Linked DNA regions of Pan troglodytes: region 2 is linked to region 1. A link is a contact called in public HiChIP or PLAC-seq data. All regions are on one chromosome and are shown on one strand. The core of a region is the stretch at or near the end of the contact, and the rest is flanking DNA. Distances in the headings are between cores, read along the strand shown. Region 1 holds the start of CEP76 (centrosomal protein 76). Region 2 holds the start of AFG3L2 (AFG3 like matrix AAA peptidase subunit 2).

Region 1 (4,072 bases), core at 894-3,393:
TTTCTGTCCTTCGGGGTGTTCCCTCAGCATGTTCTCCCACTTTTCACTGTTGTCACCTACCAATTGCCTAGTTACCTCCTGTAATTCCCTTCTCAACAATTTTGCTACTTGGGTTAAACTCTTCTGTACCATCCTTCTTTTCCTCACAATATTGTATTATTCCCATCAGCACGTAAACATGCTCTAATATCTTTCATTCTAAAAGGCTCTCTCCCTTGACCCCACATAGCCCTCTAACTGCAACCTCATTTCTTGTGTCTCTATGTAGCAAAAATTCTCCAAGTCGTCCACGAAAACATAAGCAGAAACTTTATCTCTTATTTAAAAAAGTTTTTTGAGACAGGGTCTCACTCTGCCGCCCAGGCTGGAGTGCAGTGGCACGATTTCAGCTCACTGCAGCCTCTGCCTCCTGGGCTCAAGTGATCCTCCCGCCTCAGCTTCCCGAGTAGCTGAGATACAGGTGCAGGAAACCACACCTGGCTAATTTTTATTTATTTATTTTTTTGTAGAGATGAGGTATCACTATGTTGCCCAGGCTGGTCTTGAACTCCTGAGCTCAAGCGATCCTCCTGTACTCGGCCTTCCAAAGTGCAGGGATTACAGGCATGAGCCATCATGCCTGTCTCTGAATTAATGACTGAATATATATTATACAACCCAAATCTTTACTTGTTTTCTATCATTCATTCAACCCACTCCAATATGGCTTTCCTCTTCACCACTTCACTGGTAACTGTCCAAGTGACCATCATTAACATGTCGCTAAATCCAAACATACACTTTCTTCACCTTACACATCTCTGGGCTACTTTTGACATGGCCACTCCCTCCTTTTTGAAACACTCTTCTCTGGGGTTGTGTGTTTTATCTGTAATGAATAAGAATGACAGTTTGAGCTCTCTCCAGCCTTATACCACTCCAAACAGTGCATTTTCCAATGGTGCCTTCTGGGTTCACAGGGCCTACAGCTTATTCTCTCTCAATGTGTCATTCCAAATTCTTGGCAGTCTTCAAGTCCCCCATGCTAACTGACTCTGTTTTAGACATCCATCTTTCTGAAACGCCTACTTTCCCCTACTCCCAGCCCACAGGCCCTCCATCTTTTGCATACTACTTTCTCTATAAAGCCTTTCTTAACAAGCCATCTGTCCCTCCCCTCCCAATTATCTCAGGACCTTTCTACATCCTTTCAAGCTTCTAGCCTAGCATTTATTGCTCTTAGATTACATGTTTCCAACTACAGTGTAAATTCTTTGAGGGCACGCACCTAGTCTTATTCTAATATTCGCACATAACAGACTTTATTAAAACAATGAATGAATATAAAGAGCGATAAAACTGTGCTAACTACCGGCAAGAGTTAACGTTTATTGCCCTATCAGTAGTTCTCCGGTTAACAACGATAATATGCTAGCTTAAGACTAATTCTAAAACTAGTCGTAGAAAGACTTTCTAGGATAAAACTGAAGGATGCCCTGCAAAACGTAAGTACAGTGTATCTAGAATGTACGAACACATCACGTTTTACAGGAAACAGAGACTACAAATTGTAGACTTGACTACGTTTGGTTTTACAGCCGACAAAGGTTCTGTTTGGACGGCTGCCTCCGGCTACAACCTCCCTGTTTTTTCCGGCCGAAAACATGAAATAGAAACTAGTGCCCTATTTCTCCCAAGGCACCACCAAACACCCCGCGTCGGGGTGGCGACACCGCAGGGGCCTCAGGAGGCAGCAGCCCCGAGCGCAAACGGAGACTCACCATTAGGAGGGTGAAGCCGGCAAGGTCGGGGGCCGACTCCCCGCAGGGAACGAACATGGTCGCAGTGGGGTGGCCAGCAGGGACTAACCGCGGCCCTGGCAAGAACGAGGGCAGCAAGAAGGCGGAAGCCCGAGTCCCCGGAGCCTCGCGGGGCGCGGGAGGGTCCTCTGAGTCCCTGGGCGCCGGGCCCTTGGGGCCCGTCCAGCTAACTGCCGGTTCAGAGGGCGGAAAGAGGCCGCCGGGTGGCCGCGAAGAGGGGCCAACAGCGCTTTCGGAGACCCTGGCAAGCAAGGCGATGGGGTGCGCTGAGGTCTCGGGGTGCGGGGCCCGCGGGGAGGTGGAGCGGCGGGCGGAAACGATCAGGCAGCGTGCGGGCCAGCCCCAAGCCCTGTTTGTCCGCCACTGTTTGAAAACAGTTGGCGCCGCCGCCGCCGGGGCCTCAGTTCCAGGTCAGTCCCCGGCCTGACGCGGCGTTGCGTCCCCCGGGAGCTGCGCTAGGCGAACGGCTGCGGCGCTTTGTGCTCCAGTCGCTCCTAACGCTCCCTGGCCCGGCAGGGGCCGCGCAGTTAGGGCATCTGAGGCGGGGAGAAGCGGCGGGGAGACGCCGGCTGCCAGCATGTCGCTGCCTCCGGAGAAAGCCTCCGAGCTGAAGCAACTCATCCACCAGCAGCTGAGCAAGGTGAGAGTCGTGGGTGCTGGGAGAGACCGCCGGGCCGACCCATAACCTTTCCCTCCTGCCCGGCGGCCCCGGGCCGACAGCGGCATCTGCTTGCCGGGACTGTAGCGAGGATTGTGGGGTGCGCAACGCAGAGTAGGCAGAGCTTTGAGTTTGAGTCAGGAGAGCGTCCTCGTCTCCGAGAAAGAAAACGAGCCGAGCAGGTGCTAGCAAGAGTCTGGGGCGATAGAACGAGCGGTCTTGGCGTTTTGGGACGGCCGTGAGAATGAAGCGCTTAGTGAGCGACTTCTGGAAGTCGGATCGAGTGTAAGTTGTATTTGGAGGTTTATATTCTGTTGTAAGATATCAGGGTTTTTTTCTTTCTTGAGACGGAGTCTCTCTGTTGCCCAGGCTGGAGTGCAGTGGCACGATCTCGGCTCACTGCAACCTCCGCCTCCCAGGTTTAAGCGATTCTCCTGCCTCAGCCTCCCGAGTAGCTGGGATTACAGGCGCGCGCCACCACGCTAAGCTAATTTTTGTATTTTTAGTAGAGACAGGGTTTCACCATGTTGGTCTGGCTGGTCCCGAACTCCTGACTTCGTGATCCGCCCGCCTCGGCCTCCTAAAGTGCTGGGATTACAGGCGTGAGCCTCCGCGCCCGGCAGATATCAGGGTTTCTTTACCGCTGAAACATGTGGGTATCAGCGAAGTTGAACCAGGAGCTTCAATCAGTAATTCTCAAATAAGTCATGGAAGAGAAGTTACTAAAGGGTTTGTAATGACGGAATTTGTTAATATTTCGGAGCTCCAGAAGAACCTCCAGTTTCTGCAGCGCTCGCTCGACTGAGTGCAAGATGCTGAAGTGATAAAAGCGACCATTTATGGTGCTCTTGTGTGCCAGGCTTTGTGCTGTCTAGCATCTTTAATCCTCACAACACTATTGTGAGAGGGCACTACACTAGGTTTTTCCATTCTTATCGGTGACGAAACAGATTTATAAAGGGTAAATAAGTTGGCTTGAGGTTACGCATCTACTAAGTTGAAAGCTGGTAAGATTCCCTTATCAGTAGGCAGATCAAAGTATGAAAGTAATAAGATCATACTTTGATCTACCTACCCCCAGTCCGTGTTCTTTTGATTATACTATACTCCCTCTCAGAAGATTCCTTTTGGTTGAGTGTTGTTTGTGGAGAAATGGTAACAAAGGTACCAGATAACCAGTGGAGACTATTTCTAGAATTTGTACTCAAAAGATTCATTCTTTAAAAGCTTACCTTTGTTCCCATTCAATTGTGGTAACAATTGTGCATTTACTATTAGCTGGAGAACCTTAAAACTTCAGAAGCAGTATTTGACTGCTTTGTGATGTTATAAATTGTAATATGAGTTTTCTACATAGATGGATGTCCATGGTAGAATAAGAGAAATTCTTGCCGAGACTATACGGGAAGAATTGGCACCTGATCAACAACATTTATCAACAGAAGATTTGATCAAAGCCCTTAGACGTCGAGGAATCATTGACGATGTGATGAAAGAACTTAATTTTGTTACTGTGAGTAATCTTTTAGGGAAATAAATGAGAGTATATGTATATACTAATGCGTAACACTATTTATAAGGTTCCGATGTGGGGCCTTTCATTTTAGTAAAACCA
Region 2 (4,072 bases), core at 910-3,409, 330 kb after region 1:
TCCTTGTTTCTTTTTCTTTCTTTTTTTGGCCTGCTTGCTTGTCTGTCTGTTCTTTCTTTCTCTTTCTTTCTTTCTTTCTCTTTCTTTTTCTTTCTCTCTCTTTTTTTTTTTTGTGGAGTTTCACTCTTTTTGCCCAGTCTGGAGTGCAATGGTGCGACCTCGGATCACTGCAACCTCTGCCTCCCAGGTTCAAGGGAATCTCCTGCCTCAGCTTCCCAAGTAGCTGGGATTACAGGTGTGCACCACCATGTCCAGCTAATTTTGTATTTTTAGTAGAGATGGGGTTTCACCATGTTGGCCAGGCTGGTCTCAAACTCCTGACCTCAGGTGATCTGCCTGCCTTGGCCTCCCAAAGTGTTGGGATTACAGGCATGAGCCACCATGCTGGGCCAATTTGTGTCATTTTCTTTTTTCCTGATTGATCTGACTATTGATCTTCTCAAAGAACACCCTTTGATTTCATTCATTTCTCTATGTCTTTTAGTTTTTAATTTTATTGATTTTTACTTTTATCTTCTTTCTCTTCTTTGGTTTTACTTCATTTTCTGTCTAGTTTTTTTCTTTTTTGAAGCCGAGGTCTTTGTTTTGCCCAGGCTTGTCTGGAACTCTTGGGCTCAAGTGATCCTCTCACCTCAGCCTATTTCTGATACTGATTTCTAATTTAATTTCATTGTGGATAGAAAACATGTTTTATATGACTTGACTCCTCTTAATATTTTTATGGCCTACAATATGGTTTATTTTGATAAGTGCTCTGTGAAAACTTGAAAATAATGTGTATTCTGTTGTTATCAGTAGTTTTCTATAAATGTCTATTTGATTTAGTTGGTTGTGTTTAAGTCTTCTATATACTTACTATTTTCCTGTCTAATTGTTCTGTCAATTATCAAAAGAAGGATTTGAAATCTCCAAATATAATTGGAAGTTGTGGTTCTGTCAGTCTTTGCTCCATGTATTTTAAGCTTCTGTTAATGGGAACAAAGATGTTTAGGGTTGTTATGTCCTACTGATGAACTGACCCCTTTATTATAATAATAATAATAATAATAATAATAATAATTCTCTTGGCCAGATGTGGGTGGCTCACATCTGTAATCCCAGCACTTTGGGAGGCTGAGTCAGGAGGATTGCTTAAAGCCAGGAGTTTGAGACTAGCCTGGGCAACAAAGTGAGACTTCAACTCTACACAAAATAAAAAAAGTCGAGTGTGGTCGAGCGTGTGTGGTCCCAGCTACTTGGGGGGCTGAGGCAGGAGGATCCCTTGAGCCCAGGAGTTGGAGGCTGCAGTGAGCTACGATTGCACCATGGCATTCCAGCCTAAGTGACAGACTGAGACCCTGTCTCTGGAAAAGAAACCCGATCCTCTTCATCCTTAGTGATATTCTTTTCCCTGCAATTAATTTTGTTTGGAATTTCCTTGTCCTAAAATCTATTTGTCTACTCAGTTTTCTTTTGTTTGAGCATGGTATGATGGTGTATCTGGTATATCTTTTTGTTATTGTTTTACTGCCACTGGGGTAATCACAGGACTCACCTGGTTTGTCTCCTGTCTCTCAAGGATTACTGTCCTTTGCCTGAGGTCCAGCGTCGCCAGCCTGAGCGACAGAGCGAGAGCCCGTCTCAGAAAAACCCCCAAGTCCCCCACCTCAGTTCAAAGACCTCTCCTTTTTTCCTCCGCTGTCACGGTACAGGAAACAATGTGTAGTTTCCACTACCTGGAAGACTCGACTTGCTCTCCGAGAACCAGTTCCCCGACAGGGTTCCTAGAGCGCAGGCTGCACGGCACAGCCCCAACACTCCCTGCTGCTTGTGAATCTTCGCATCGCCCTCCCAGGGGTCAGGAATGTGTGCTTCGGCGTCTCCAGAGCCTAGCACCACCCCATGACTCAGCTGGCGCTCGGAGGGTCCTTCCATCTGCCGCCGCTGGGGCCTTCGCTACTTCCCCCTCGCTCCTACTGGCTGGCCCACCCGGCTGCCCAGGCCCGGAAGCCCAGGATCCCAGTCACGCGTCTCCCCTTAGTCCCCGCCTCCAGCCACGCCCCCCACACTCCTCCGTCAGCCCCGCCTCCAGCTCCTGCTCGCCCTCCTAGTCCTTCCTCGGCCCCACCTCCAGTCACGCCCCCCACGTGCACCATCAGCCCCGCCCCCAGCCCTCGCTCGCCCTCCCGAGTCCTCCCTCGGCCCGGTCCCCGCCTCTAGCTCCCCCTTGCCCTCCAAGGTCCTTCTTGGCCCCGCCTTCTGCCGCGCCCCCAGCGCTGCTCCGTCGGCCCCCGCCTCCGGTCCCGCCCTCATGCTCCTCCCATTTGGTCCTGTCTTCTGCACTGGCAGAGGTCGCGGCCGGCCTGGGAGAGGAGAAGCCGACGTCAGCGCGCCGGGGCGGGGCTGGCGGCAGGAGACGCCGCGTTGAGAGCTTGGGCTCCTCCGTGAGCCGCGGGCGCGCTGCGCTGCCTGGCGGCCTTTTCCCGAGCCGAGCCCGCTTCCCGAGGCCACCAGTCGTCGCCTGCCCGCGCCTGCGCAGCGTCCCGGGCCGAGAGGGCCACGGCGGCGGCCATGGCGCACCGCTGTTTGCGGCTGTGGGGCCGGGGCGGCTGCTGGCCCCGCGGCCTACAGCAGCTCCTCGTGCCTGGCGGCGTGGGCCCGGGCGAGCAGCCTTGCCTCCGGACGGTGAGTCCTACCTGGGCGCCCGGCGCCCTCCACCCTGCCTCGGGCCCACTTCCGGCTAGGGAGAGCGGACGTCAAGGTCACTGGCCCCCGCCCTCCGGCCGCACGCGGGCCGTCCCTGCCGAGGGCCTGGGCGCCCCGCGCTGTCTCTCAGCCGGCCCTGGGAGCGCCGATTCGCGCTCAGCCCTGCCTGTGGGATTCAAGTTTTGAAAACGCGCAGCTTCAGTAGAGCCGGGTTTTCGCGCTTCACCGGGGCGGTTGAAGCCTCGAAGGTCATGTTGGCTTGGTAGCCGTCCTTGTCCCCGCTTTCGTGTCCCGGGAGCACGGAACGAAGGCGTCTGTAATTTTGAGTCAGCAGCACGAGCACGATGTAGTCGCAAAGACGGGTTTTGGAGTCGGGCTGCCTAACCTCTCCGAGTCTCCGTGTTCCCGTCTGTTGAATGGGGCCATTGCGGGCATTCCAGGACTGGCAGTATTAGCTATTATTATTAAGAATGTCACCTTTTCAGAGCAGGGACTCTGTGTTCGTTGCATATCAGGGCCTGCTCTCAGCTGGAGGCTCTTTCTCTGTTGGTAGCCATCCCTCTAGATACACACACGGGACCTGATAAGTGTTTCTGACATAATGATAGCGTGTTGACAGAACCATGGCCGTGATCAGTCTCAATGAAAGGTTCACGTGTCGAATAGTCGCTCTCACTGTTTAAGTGACACGGTTCCTCAGCCTTGCACTGGTGTACGGGTGATGGTTGAGGTCCCCGGGTCGGCCACGGGAACCTGGCTTGGCCTCCTGCTATCCCAGCGCCCCTGTAGTCAGCTCAACGTCTTCACTGTAAGGGGAGATAGGCTAGTGCCGGGGCTAACGCCTGCGATCCCAGCACTTAGGGAGGCCGAGGCGGGAGAATCGCTTGAGTCCAGGAGTTGGAAACCAGCTTGGGTAGGGTAGCAGACCCTCCGATCTACGATTTTTATTTTTATTTTTATTTTTTAAGAGACGGGGTTTTGCTTCTTCGCCCAGGCCGGAGTGCAGCGGCGCAAACACAGCTCACTGCAGCCCCAAACTCAAGCGATCCTCCCGCCTCAGCCTCCGGAGTATCTGGGACTACAGCACCGTGGTTGATTTTTAAAAAGTTTCTGGAGAGGCCAGGCGCGGTAGCTCACGGCTGTAATCCCAGCAGGCGGGCGGATCACGAGGTCAGAAAATCGAGATCATCCTGGCTAACACGGTGAAACCCCGTCTCTACTAAAAATACAAAAAATTAGCCGGGCGTGGTGGTGGGCGCCTGTAGTCCCAGCTGCTCGGGAGACTGAGGTAGGGGAATGGCGTGAACCTGGGCGGTGGAGCTGGCAGTGAGCCGAGAGCGGGCCACTGCACTCTAGCCTGGGCGACAGAGTGAGACTCCGTCCCAAA

What was found. HiChIP or PLAC-seq counts read pairs in DNA pulled down with a chosen protein or histone mark.
Region 2: a contact with region 1 is called in an H3K4me3 HiChIP or PLAC-seq map of stem cell-derived excitatory neurons, with 5 times the contacts expected there. The contact joins the promoter of AFG3L2 here to the promoter of CEP76 in region 1. A contact is called at or near these places in 1 of 7 Hi-C or Micro-C datasets (stem cell-derived neural progenitor cells) and 1 of 1 datasets of contacts at active chromatin or transcription factors (stem cell-derived excitatory neurons).

Annotation. Positions count from the first base shown.
Region 1 is chr17:18,198,677-18,202,748 of NHGRI_mPanTro3-v2.0_pri, forward strand. It overlaps CEP76 (centrosomal protein 76), which reads left to right and starts at 2,144. Exons shown (of 13, transcript XM_016933264.2): 1 at 2,144-2,439; 2 at 3,815-3,970. The coding sequence starts at 2,377. PSMG2 (proteasome assembly chaperone 2) reads right to left here and starts at 1,935. Exons shown (of 7, transcript XM_016933269.4): 1 at 1,761-1,935. The coding sequence starts at 1,817.
Region 2 is chr17:18,524,773-18,528,844 of NHGRI_mPanTro3-v2.0_pri, forward strand. AFG3L2 (AFG3 like matrix AAA peptidase subunit 2) reads left to right here and starts at 2,160. Exons shown (of 17, transcript XM_512199.7): 1 at 2,160-2,664. The coding sequence starts at 2,551. It overlaps LOC134808649 (a long non-coding RNA gene), which reads right to left and starts at 1,618. Exons shown (of 2, transcript XR_010152015.1): 1 at 1,535-1,618.